2 separate regions of the Cricetulus griseus genome follow, and region 1 is linked to region 2. A link is a contact called in public Hi-C data. All regions are on one chromosome and are shown on one strand. The core of a region is the stretch at or near the end of the contact, and the rest is flanking DNA. Distances in the headings are between cores, read along the strand shown. Region 1 overlaps Rnf145 (RING finger protein 145). Region 2 holds the start of Ublcp1 (ubiquitin-like domain-containing CTD phosphatase 1).

Region 1 (5,044 bases), core at 240-2,739, 67 kb after region 2:
TCTAGAAGGTGGCAGTACAGGCAGCAGCAGGAGGGACTTGGTCAGAGTGTTGTCACGACCCTAAGACTGATTATCTGCTGGGATATAGACCTCCTTTAGTGGACTTAGCTGTGTGGAGTAATGCATATACAGAGCATGGAAAAGAAGGAAAGCAATGAAAAGGACTAGTAGAAAAGGGTTTAAGATCAAAGGGGTGTAGTATATATAGACTTGGCTTTTATAGTAACGTGTGAAGAGAGGAGTAAAACAAGTGTTACTTATGCTAACGTAAAAGGGGGACAGAACCCAGCCAGATGAAAAGCAACCTGGTGGTGTGGAAGATGGAAAAGATGGATGCATGTATAGAGCTATGCATCAGCTTAAGAATTCAGTTCTGATAAGTATTGGATCCCCAGTTACTGAGTTCCTCCACTGAAGTAATAAGCCAAATCAAATCAAATTAATAAATCCAGATTTAATAAACAGAGCAAAGCATAGTACTCGCCATGACTCCTGGGGAAGGCAGGAGGGAGCTAGGCCTTAAATAGCCTATGGGAATGATCTTATGCATCTCGGGGAAGGAGCAGCTGATATTGGGCTTTCTTAGGGGCAGGGTCTCAAATAGGAGGAGTGGCACTGGGTGGAGCTTCCCAAGATTCTGTAGAGTTGTAACTAACTAATTGTGAGAGTAGTGTTGCTTATAGCCCAGCAGGGTGTTGGCAGCATACATATACAATAGTTTCTGTTTGGGTTACAGTTTTTTTTTCCTGGCTAGACAAACATTCTACTACTGAGTTATGTCCCTAGCATCTCCTTAGACATTTAGTTATGCGATATTAGAATTTAAGATGAGGAAAGTCGAAGGGAAGCCTTTAAGAAGGTGAACTAAAAGAAAGCATTCAAATAGTGCTGAGCCCCTGACATTCCAGAACAGCAGAGTCAGATGTTCTAAAGATGTTCTAGAAGATACTGTTGAGTCTGCAGTTGTGCCATAAAATGTGGGTAACAGTGACACATCCAACAGGGCTCTCTCCTCTCCACCATCTCCATAGGCTCCTGGATTTGAGCTCATGGGACCCATGAGGAGCCTCGTGTGCTGATTTTGCTTTTCTGTTGATGTGGCATTCACGTGGCAGAATGCTTCGTGTACTCATTGCTTTACCCAATCCCCAAACATTTTCATTACATCAGAATAAAACCCAAGGCTCCTCAAGCAGCACCCTACTTCCACTTTTCTTGCTGTGTTACAGTATCCTGGTAAAAAGCAACCTGGGAGGGAAGGGGTTGTTTTTCTGGCCTACAGTCCTGTCATGGGAAAGTCCGAGCAGTAGTGCAGAACACCGAGTCTGCACTCAAGAGCAGGGAGTACAAACGTATGGACCCTTGCTGGCTTCCTTAGTCCCAGCCAGCTTTCTCTGAAGTTCCGGCCCCGCCCCTGGAATAGGAGTTGTCTCATTCTGGGTGGGTCTTCCCAGTCATCAGTCAGGCAGTCTCCACTGTACATGTCTCTGTACATTGTATCAGTTCTTCCAAAGCTGCATTTCTTGCCAAAATTCTCTTCCCTCAGGCCAGTCTGTTCTAGACAAGCCCTTAATTGAGACTGCCTTTTTAGGTGATTCTAGGTTGTGGTACATTTGACATTTAAAACCACAGGCGGTTAAGTTCATATCCCCACACTCATATCCCCTTCCCACACACACTAACCCAAACCCTGGCAACCTGTAGTCTGCTTTCTGTCCGTGGGTTTTCCCTGTCCCCTGTGCCCTATGTACAGACTGTGCTGTGGCTACAAGGAAAAAGTTGGACTTCAGTGGACCTGGCAATGCCAAGATTCAGTCATTTCTTTTAGATAGACTTTGTTGCTTTAGTATCATTTCGTAGGCGCTGTATTAATGGTGTCTATATGCCTGTTATTTCTCTTCTACCCTAGGACTATATAAAGTTGTTATGTGATGATTAGCCATAACAATCAGAACTTTGTGTTATTTGCAGAGAACACATTTGTGCCTCTATATCAGACCCTGGTTCACACTGTAGAATGTTACTTAGCCTTTACCAGGTGCCAGTCATGCTCTCTCCTCCCCAGGTGAGAAAGCCAGCATGACAAAAGTGTCCCCTTAGCCAATTGATCCTGATTAACAAATGCTGACTAAAACCTTCCCTCTTGAGCAGGTTTTTTCTTTGAGTGTAAATGTGAGTAATCAGTCATGTGTTAGAGACAGTCATCAGAAGGTGCCAAGAGACAATTGCTTCATGACTGCAGCCTTAGGTGCTGTCGTTTTAAACATTCCCTGAACGGTTTCTATTCTTTAAAAGAAAAAAAAAGTTAAATTTTGAATTTTTGGCAGCCCTCTACTGCTTAGTTATGTAAAGCTCATTCCAAACTGACAGTGCTATGCTGAAGGCATTCAGCCTGATTAGCCCAACAGGAAGTAATGCCTTGGAAAAAGTAAATATAGAATTCTAGTTTGCTCAGAAATACTAGAAACATTGAAAGTATTTTAAAGTACAGAGCATAAAGCATTCAACAGTTGAGGCAAACAGGGAAGAATCATTTTTCCATAAACTTCCTTTCTTCAATATAAAAATTCCAAGCGACTCTCTTGTTGCAGTCCCAGTGGACTTACCAGATAGGCAATATTCTCCCCTTTTGTGCTTCTGGCCTCTGTTTTCCAAATGTAAACAGTTCATTTCTGCCCCATACTGAAGGAATTAGCTGTGGGCAGGGCTATTTGATGTGATATGGTACCTCTTTAGAAGTGGAGGTGCTGGTGCTGGAGAGAGCTCAGACGCTAAGATGGCTACTCTTGCTGAGGACTGACATTGGGTTCCTTGCACTCCCACCTTTAACTCCAGCTCCAGGGGATCTGATGCCATCTCCTGGCCTCCACAGGCCGTGCACTGGTGTACATATACCCACACATGGATGTATACATAGACTGAAAACAAAAAACAAAGCCCGTTAGAATGTAGATACTACATTTTTCTCTTCTTAGATATTTTCCTTGGATATTAAAATTTTTATCATAGGTTCTTTATAGTTTTGAAAGAATGGCTGTGAAGGGTTTTCCTGTTGTGAAGCAGCTTTCTAGCTAGTTTGTTGTTTTCTGTATAGCTAATGGAATAGGTGGGGATAGACCTTGGAGGAAATAAGACAGAGGTGCTGATGGAAGCAAACCAGATGAGGAATTTACTGTACTGTCTATCATTAGACATTTTCTGTTCCTTAGTTTTGAGAGAGGATGTCTCCACTGGTTTTTTTTACTGGGTGTCAAATATTGAGTAAGGTGATGGGAAAAAGAAAACTCCCACAAACTACATCTTCAGGAACAATTTCTGCAGAGTCAAATGCAGTGCTGGTAAACTGTCTCTTCCCATTGCATGGAAGATGAGATGAAGCCTATCCCTGTATGCAATTCTTTGTATCTAAAGTCTTTTTCGCATGTTGAAAGAGAAGTGGTAAGATGAGTTTTTATGAGAGTAGGTGACTGAGCTACCTCTCCCTCATGCAGTACATTCTTCTTACTGTTTTTATTCAGGGACTATGTTAGGAGTGAACTGGAGTCTGCCTATGAAGGACCAATGTATTTAGAACCTCTCTCCCTGAATCGCTTTACCACAGCCTTAATAGGTAAGTATTGTTAAGATTTAAAGGTATTGGTTTTACCATCTAATGAGAAAACATTGATTCATAGTCATTTAAAACATAATTTAAAAATTCAGATTTGTTTATTACTCTCCCTATAAAGTCACTGTTTTGTTTGGGGGCTTTTGTTTGTATTTAGGGGATTTTGCTCCTTTTGTTTTGGTTTGGTTGTTCAGACTGGGTCCTGCTGTGTAATGGGGATGGGGGGTGGGGTGGGGGTGGGTCCAGACTTCTCCCTCCACTTCCCTCAGACTCCTGATCGTCCTCCCTCTGCTTCCCTGATCCTGTTTTCATAGGCAAGTGATGCCACATCCCCCTTTGACTCTGACTTTGTACTTTTACTTTCTTTCTCCCTTCCCTCCTTTCCCTACTCCTTTGCCCGCCCCCCACCTGCCCTTTATTTCTGGCAGTGCCTCATGTGGCCCAGACTGGCTTTGAACTCATCATGTAGCCAAGGATGAACTTGAACTGCTGCTTCCCCTCCTGAGGGCTGGGGTTTTATCACTGCTGGGGCTTGAACCCAGGGATTTATATGTGTTTATGTTAGAAACAAAGAATAATTGTCTTGTACAAAGGAACATATGAACAAAAATAAAAGATGCTGGACAAGCAATTATTTGCAGAAAGTGTGGGACAGAAACCAGATCTGGCTAGCAAGCATGAGGTATGCTGGGGCAGGAAGTTCACTTGGATTTTATTTTAACTCAGGTGGCGACTGTCTTTTCCCCATTGGCTGGAGTCTGACTCAGTCTTTCGAAATTGGCTAGTTTTAAAAGGGTAAGGGGTCAGGAATCCGTGCTTCAGGTTACTGGAATGCAGCTTTTTTAGTAAACAAAAATTTTGTCATGTGGAGAGAAAAAAAGGTTTGCATGATTGGTGGGAAATTCATGGAATTAGGGCCTCAGTGGGTAAACAACTACCTTATAGAAAGCAAAAAACCCACCCCTCACCTCTCACACTAGTGGGCACTCTACCAATCAAGCTACAATCCAGCCCACCTGTTCTTCCTCGGCCTACACATGTTCCCTTCCTTCCCTTTTCCTACTTACTTTGAAGGAACCAGCCCCCCATTTCGGCAGCCATGACAGTGACACATGCTCGCTATGATCTTGCCTTGGTCACTAAGAGGTTAGGTGCCTGCCTCATGGCAAGGAACCAATCAGAAGTTATCTGGTGGCGCTATGTTTTATGGCTCTGGGTGTGCTTTATGGAAAAGTGCACAGCAATGACACGCAGAGCATAGCAACCACCCTGGGAGGGCCTATGGGCCATAACAACCAATTGGCCAATCAACACAGGACAAGCCCTCCAAGCCTGGAGGCACACCAATCCTGAGCCTGTGCGTACCCCGAGACACTTCCCTTACGATGCCCTACAAAATCTCTCTGCAGCCGGCTCGAGCTGTCTTTGCTAGCCATC
Region 2 (5,067 bases), core at 2,284-4,783:
ACTCCTGTTTTATTGCTCAAGAAAAAGATGGCACTGCTCTATAAGTCTTGAAGCCCAAGACTACATTATAGATTCTCTATTACTCCAAATTCACCTGTCAATGACATAAAAGATACTAGGACAGTGTCAATAAACTAAGTATAATATCCACTTCTGACACAAGAGACAATTTGGGAAGAATACAAGGCCCAAGTAATAATGAAAGGTAAATCACAGATGCCAGAAATAAATGACTCTCACCTGGGATTTCTGTGTCAAAGCCTTACCAAGCAAATACTATCAGGGGACCCAAAGTCATTCAAACAGTAGTGTAACTGCTCATTATTCTTATATTTATCACTGAAACAAGTTTAAGAAACTCAAAAAAGTTTCTTTCATATTAAAAAAAAAAAACATAACAGCAAATATGAAAACCCATAACCACCAGTGTAGAAACCTCAAAGTGAGGAGATTACCTTTAACTTTGAGACCCAGTAATTTCTGGCGCTCTGGGAGCACTCCTGTAAGGGTCTTGAGGAACTGCTTGAGATCCAGCACAGTATCATCTTCTGAAAGCGTGGTCACTGAGTACTCCTGCCCACCCCATTTCACAATGATGGGGAGCGCCATTCTCCAAGCATATGAAGTCGTAGCTTTCTGTCAGAACAAAACACCTAAGAGACAGGCACATGCAAATGGAAGACATTAAAACTGATAGATCAAACACAATAAACTCTACTGTACAGGCTGATGATAGAGATGGGTGTGTCTCCTCAGAAAAGTACAATTTTCTTACTCGTTTTTGACTTAGAGTTAGTATTTCCTAACACTCTTTCAGATTCCTCCTGTTCAACTAGAGAACAATAAGCTGCCGACCCATCCTGCTTTCTTTGGTTGGGTTTATGCATGCTGGAGAGGCAAGCCCACACAACAGACATCCATGTTCACTAAATGTTAGAGAGGCATTCATTAGAAACACTGAACCCAGAGCAAACTACCTGGGCTCAGACCCTAGATTTCCCACTTACTAGTTGACTCCTGAAGTTATCTTTCTTAGCATACACCTTTCCTCATCTGTAGAACAGGGAAATACTATTTACATTTGCACACTAGGGTTCTTTTGACAATTAAATCAACTAACATTTCTAACTCACAGAGTACCTGGGAAGCACTATATAAGTCTTAATTAAATAAATTTAAATCCAAAAGTTTATTATGTTTCAGGCCATCCTAGACAATATACATTTATGTATTTTATATTTTACAAATTGACCAGATGTACAAAGATCACCTCATCTGATAAAGCTGTCTGATAAGAATATCCCCCCTTTCCCATTATGGAAATAGTTATACTCTACCCATGAGCACCTAACTGGTGTAGGTTTTCTGACTAAATCTCAACACATTGTTTAGCAAAACTGTTTAACTCAAAGTGGATCTACAAGAGTTAAAGAATAAATTTCAGTTTAAAAAAACAAGCAAACCTGTTCATATAGATCCAACCACAAAAATGTTACATGGCAGCTGTTATTCTCCTTAACAACTAAATGCAGCTTGCTTGTCCCATAAAGCTTTCAACATTTATAAACTCATTTCCTTGATAGGTCAAAGAACTGAGTTTCCTAATCTCAGACTATTGGCATTTTGCAAAGCTTTCATGCACACGATGAAGCATTTGATGGCACTACTCATGCAATCACTACAACCAACTGCTAGAGAAGGCAAATTTTAAGTGACAAATGGCAAAAACCTAACTTGGAAAGTCTGTTATCGTGCTCATAATAAAAGATTAACAAATCCCTATTCACATTGGCTTATGCGTTTCCCTTTAGAGTCACATTTACATTTACTCATGTTAATAATGTTCTACAGAAAATTTGCAGCAAGCCTACTAACTAGGGAAATAAATGCCACTTATGGCAGAATCTGCCCCCAAAAGTGCTATGACCTTGAATAAAAAGGCATGGGGGCCAAAGTGCAATAATTCACACGTTATTTTTCTGTAAGGCACAGAGTTAGGAAGACATCCAGCACTAATTTGTGCTGTGATGGGCAGAGTAGAGCTTGGAGACCCAAGAGAGTGTTCTCAACTAGTGGTTCCCAACCAAGAGCACTGACCTAACTGGAAAGGACTTCTTGGAAGCACATCAGAAGTTAAAGGAAAGGGACCAAATATTGTGCATTTTAACCAGTCTTATTCTACCACCTCTGAAGCATGCTGAAGTCTGAGCATGCCATTCCTCTAGGCTCTTCCATGTTACCAGCTTTAGAAAACACTGCCAATGGCACTCTATGTGATTAACAAAACAGCACTATTTCATAACGAACTTCTGCCACAAATGGTAACTACAAGTTGGTGAATGCCCTAAAAATCCGGGCATAGAAAACACAAAGATTATACAAACTTTTACCACTTAAGTTCCTACAACTTTTTTAAAAAAAATTCTGAATCTTATTTCATCACTACTGAGAATCATGCAGGGCGTAAACACATGAGCATTTTTATATTTTTTTCTTATACAATTCTAATAGTTTATTACATAAATCCCCGAAGGAGGATGGCAATCAAACTCAGAAGTACATTTTTGCGGGATATGTAAAGAATATACATTTAAATCGGAGTTCTGCCTAACATCCTGCATTGGCTTTGCCTAGTCAATTCTTATCTCTGGCCTTCAGCCTGCCAAACCCTAGGATGAGTCAATTCGAATTTACGTGTTTTAATAAACGATGACACCTGAAGACACTCTGTAAGCTGCAAGATGGATGAACCGTGAGAGAAGAGCATGCTAACCATCGTAACTATCTCAACTGATCTTCACAATCCTGAACTAACAACTGCCCTCACTATACAGACTAGAAACCTGCAAAATAAATCACAGCGACGCGCCCAACACCGCATAACTAAAAGCAGCTTAAAGGCGGCAATTTCAAAAGTAGCAGTGTGAACTTGTCATTAAGCCTGGCAAAAGTGAGCGTGTGGTGGTGGTCTCCGGGCCCGGGTACAGGCCAGCAGCAGCCGCGCGGAATGCAACTGGGACGGGCCCGGGAGAGCATCTGAAGGTAGGCAGAGACCCAGAAACAAGCTGCCCGGGATGCCTTCAACAACCACCTTGAGGAAAGGGCGAGGCAGACGCAGCAAGAGGGAGGAATGAGGCCTGAGGGACTCAGAACATTCTAGGGTGTGGGAAGCCTTGGGATCAGGTGAGAAGGCCGGATGCGAAGGCGGCGGCCACGACCCGCAGCGCGCCGGGACAGGGGCCTCTGGGCGCCGGGCGGGACAGTCGCGGTCCCAGCCCGCCCGGCCCGCAGCGAAACAAACCACAAAGCGCATGCAGTTCAGTGGCATCCCCCAGCCGCAGCGTCGCCTTCACAGGCAGGCGTGCCAGCGAATCCCGCGTCCTCTCACCTGGAGCGCGGCGGAACCAGCCACAGCAGACGCAAAAGCCGGCCGCAGCGGAACCTACGGAGACCGGAAGTAAGGGGAGGGGCCGGAACCGGCGAGCGGAAATGTGTGGTTGAAACCGGAAATGTGCTGTAGGGGGACAAAGCAGCATTTTGTTTGGTTTCTCTTCAAATGCTAAGCCCGGGGATCCCCGGCCAAGAATCTCCAAGGAGTGGCAAGAAAGCCGAAGTCTTTTCCAGACTGTGACCTCTGTAAAAGGGACCCCCGGTTCCTGGGTGGCCGCCGGTCATTCTGCGCATGCTCCGAGCCCGGGTGGGCGCTTCGGCCTTGTGACGTGTGTTTTCGCCAAAACCGATCTGTGTGCGTCGTGCGGCAATGTCATGTATCGAATGAAGACGAGCAGGTGACTTTTGAGAACTTAAAACAAGACCTTTCCATAGACCCAAGGAGCCAGTAATAATGTAATTTCGGGGCCTTCGGATTGTACCCATTCGAGAGGAAAACTGTGTCCGGAAAGAGAAAGGGCAGGCCAAAGTGACCCAGACACTCAAGGAACAAAAGTCTGTGTGACGCCTGAGATCCAGAATGGTGTATCGGTTCAGAACCCCACCCACTCATACTGCTAATTTTCTTTACAAGATAGAAATACATGTTACAGAGTTCCAAAACACCGAGAGACCAGATTCGACTTAAATCATAATTAGCCAAATTTTTATCTTTAAGCTGCCGCTGTCCTTAGTTTCCGTGAGCTAAAAGGAGAAGAGGGCTTTTAAAGCAGGTTACAATTACTTCATCCCTGTGTAATTTGCAGCTCTATGAGGAATTGCCTCACTGTCTGTGCATAACGATAAACAGTTTACAGAAACCAGAGCAAGCAGTTAATCATGTCATAGCAGTTTTACACTTCTGGGGAGGGGGCAAAGAGTCACAGTTGCAGGAGCTTGCCTTTTAGGAATTTAAAACGGGTACCTCCTTAAAATAACGTTTTCCTTAGCCTTCACATACAAAGTAGTCTATCTGAGCCCCTTCGGTTGTCTCATGCCTGTAATCCCAGCATTTGGGAGGCTTGGGCAGTAGGATAGTCTGTAAATGTGAAGCCATCCTGGACATAGAGAATTCTAGTTCCAGTCCTGGGGTACAAAATGAAAATGCCTCAGACAGAAAGAAGCCTCAACAGGGCAGAACCCTTCTGGTCCATGCAAGAAATTCCCAGTATCACTTGTTTACAAACAAGAACAACAAAAAGCCTTAAAAAACAAATTGAAGAATGTTAAATCATTAATCCTTAGATAGGTATATATGATACTTTATAAAACTGTGATTTTGAATTCAATCCCAGAGACCCACAAGGTAGAGCCAACTCTTGAAAGTTGTCCTTTGACTTCACGTGCTGTGACACACACAAAGACACAAGCACAAAAATTAATGTACTTTTAAAATTATAAAAACACAAAACTAAAATGTTTTTTAAACTGGTTTCTTTAAAAAAGGGAAGGGGAATGAAAAAAAATAATGTCCATATGTGTGTCTTTTTAATCAACAGATATATATATATATATATATATATATATATCTTGGGCTTGTTAGAAATAAAACAACTAAATTTTGTGTCTTAGCCATTCTTTAAAAGATTTTGTTTATGTGTATGAGTGTTTTGCCTTTGTGTATATATGTTCACCACA

What was found. A called contact is a pair of places that touch in the nucleus more often than the background predicts.
Region 1: a contact with region 2 is called in a Hi-C map of fibroblasts, with 2.9 times the contacts expected there. The contact joins the enhancer-like site here to the promoter of Ublcp1 in region 2. A contact is called at or near these places in 2 of 8 Hi-C or Micro-C datasets (the CHO-K1 cell line and fibroblasts).

What each region holds. Positions count from the first base shown.
Region 1 is chr7:59,168,787-59,173,830 of CriGri-PICRH-1.0, forward strand. Rnf145 (RING finger protein 145) reads left to right here. Exons shown (of 11, transcript XM_027425265.2): 4 at 3,519-3,610. Among named protein-coding and RNA genes, the nearest start is that of Rnf145, 23 kb to the left of the region's middle. Within about 2 kb of position 1,490, at least 2 of the 6 cell types and tissues checked have open chromatin away from gene starts, as enhancers often do. A contact at or near this core is called in the CHO-K1 cell line and fibroblasts, where this site is marked.
Region 2 is chr7:59,099,620-59,104,686 of CriGri-PICRH-1.0, forward strand. It overlaps Ublcp1 (ubiquitin-like domain-containing CTD phosphatase 1), which reads right to left and starts at 3,534. Exons shown (of 10, transcript XM_027425263.2): 1 at 3,389-3,534; 2 at 456-653. The coding sequence starts at 545.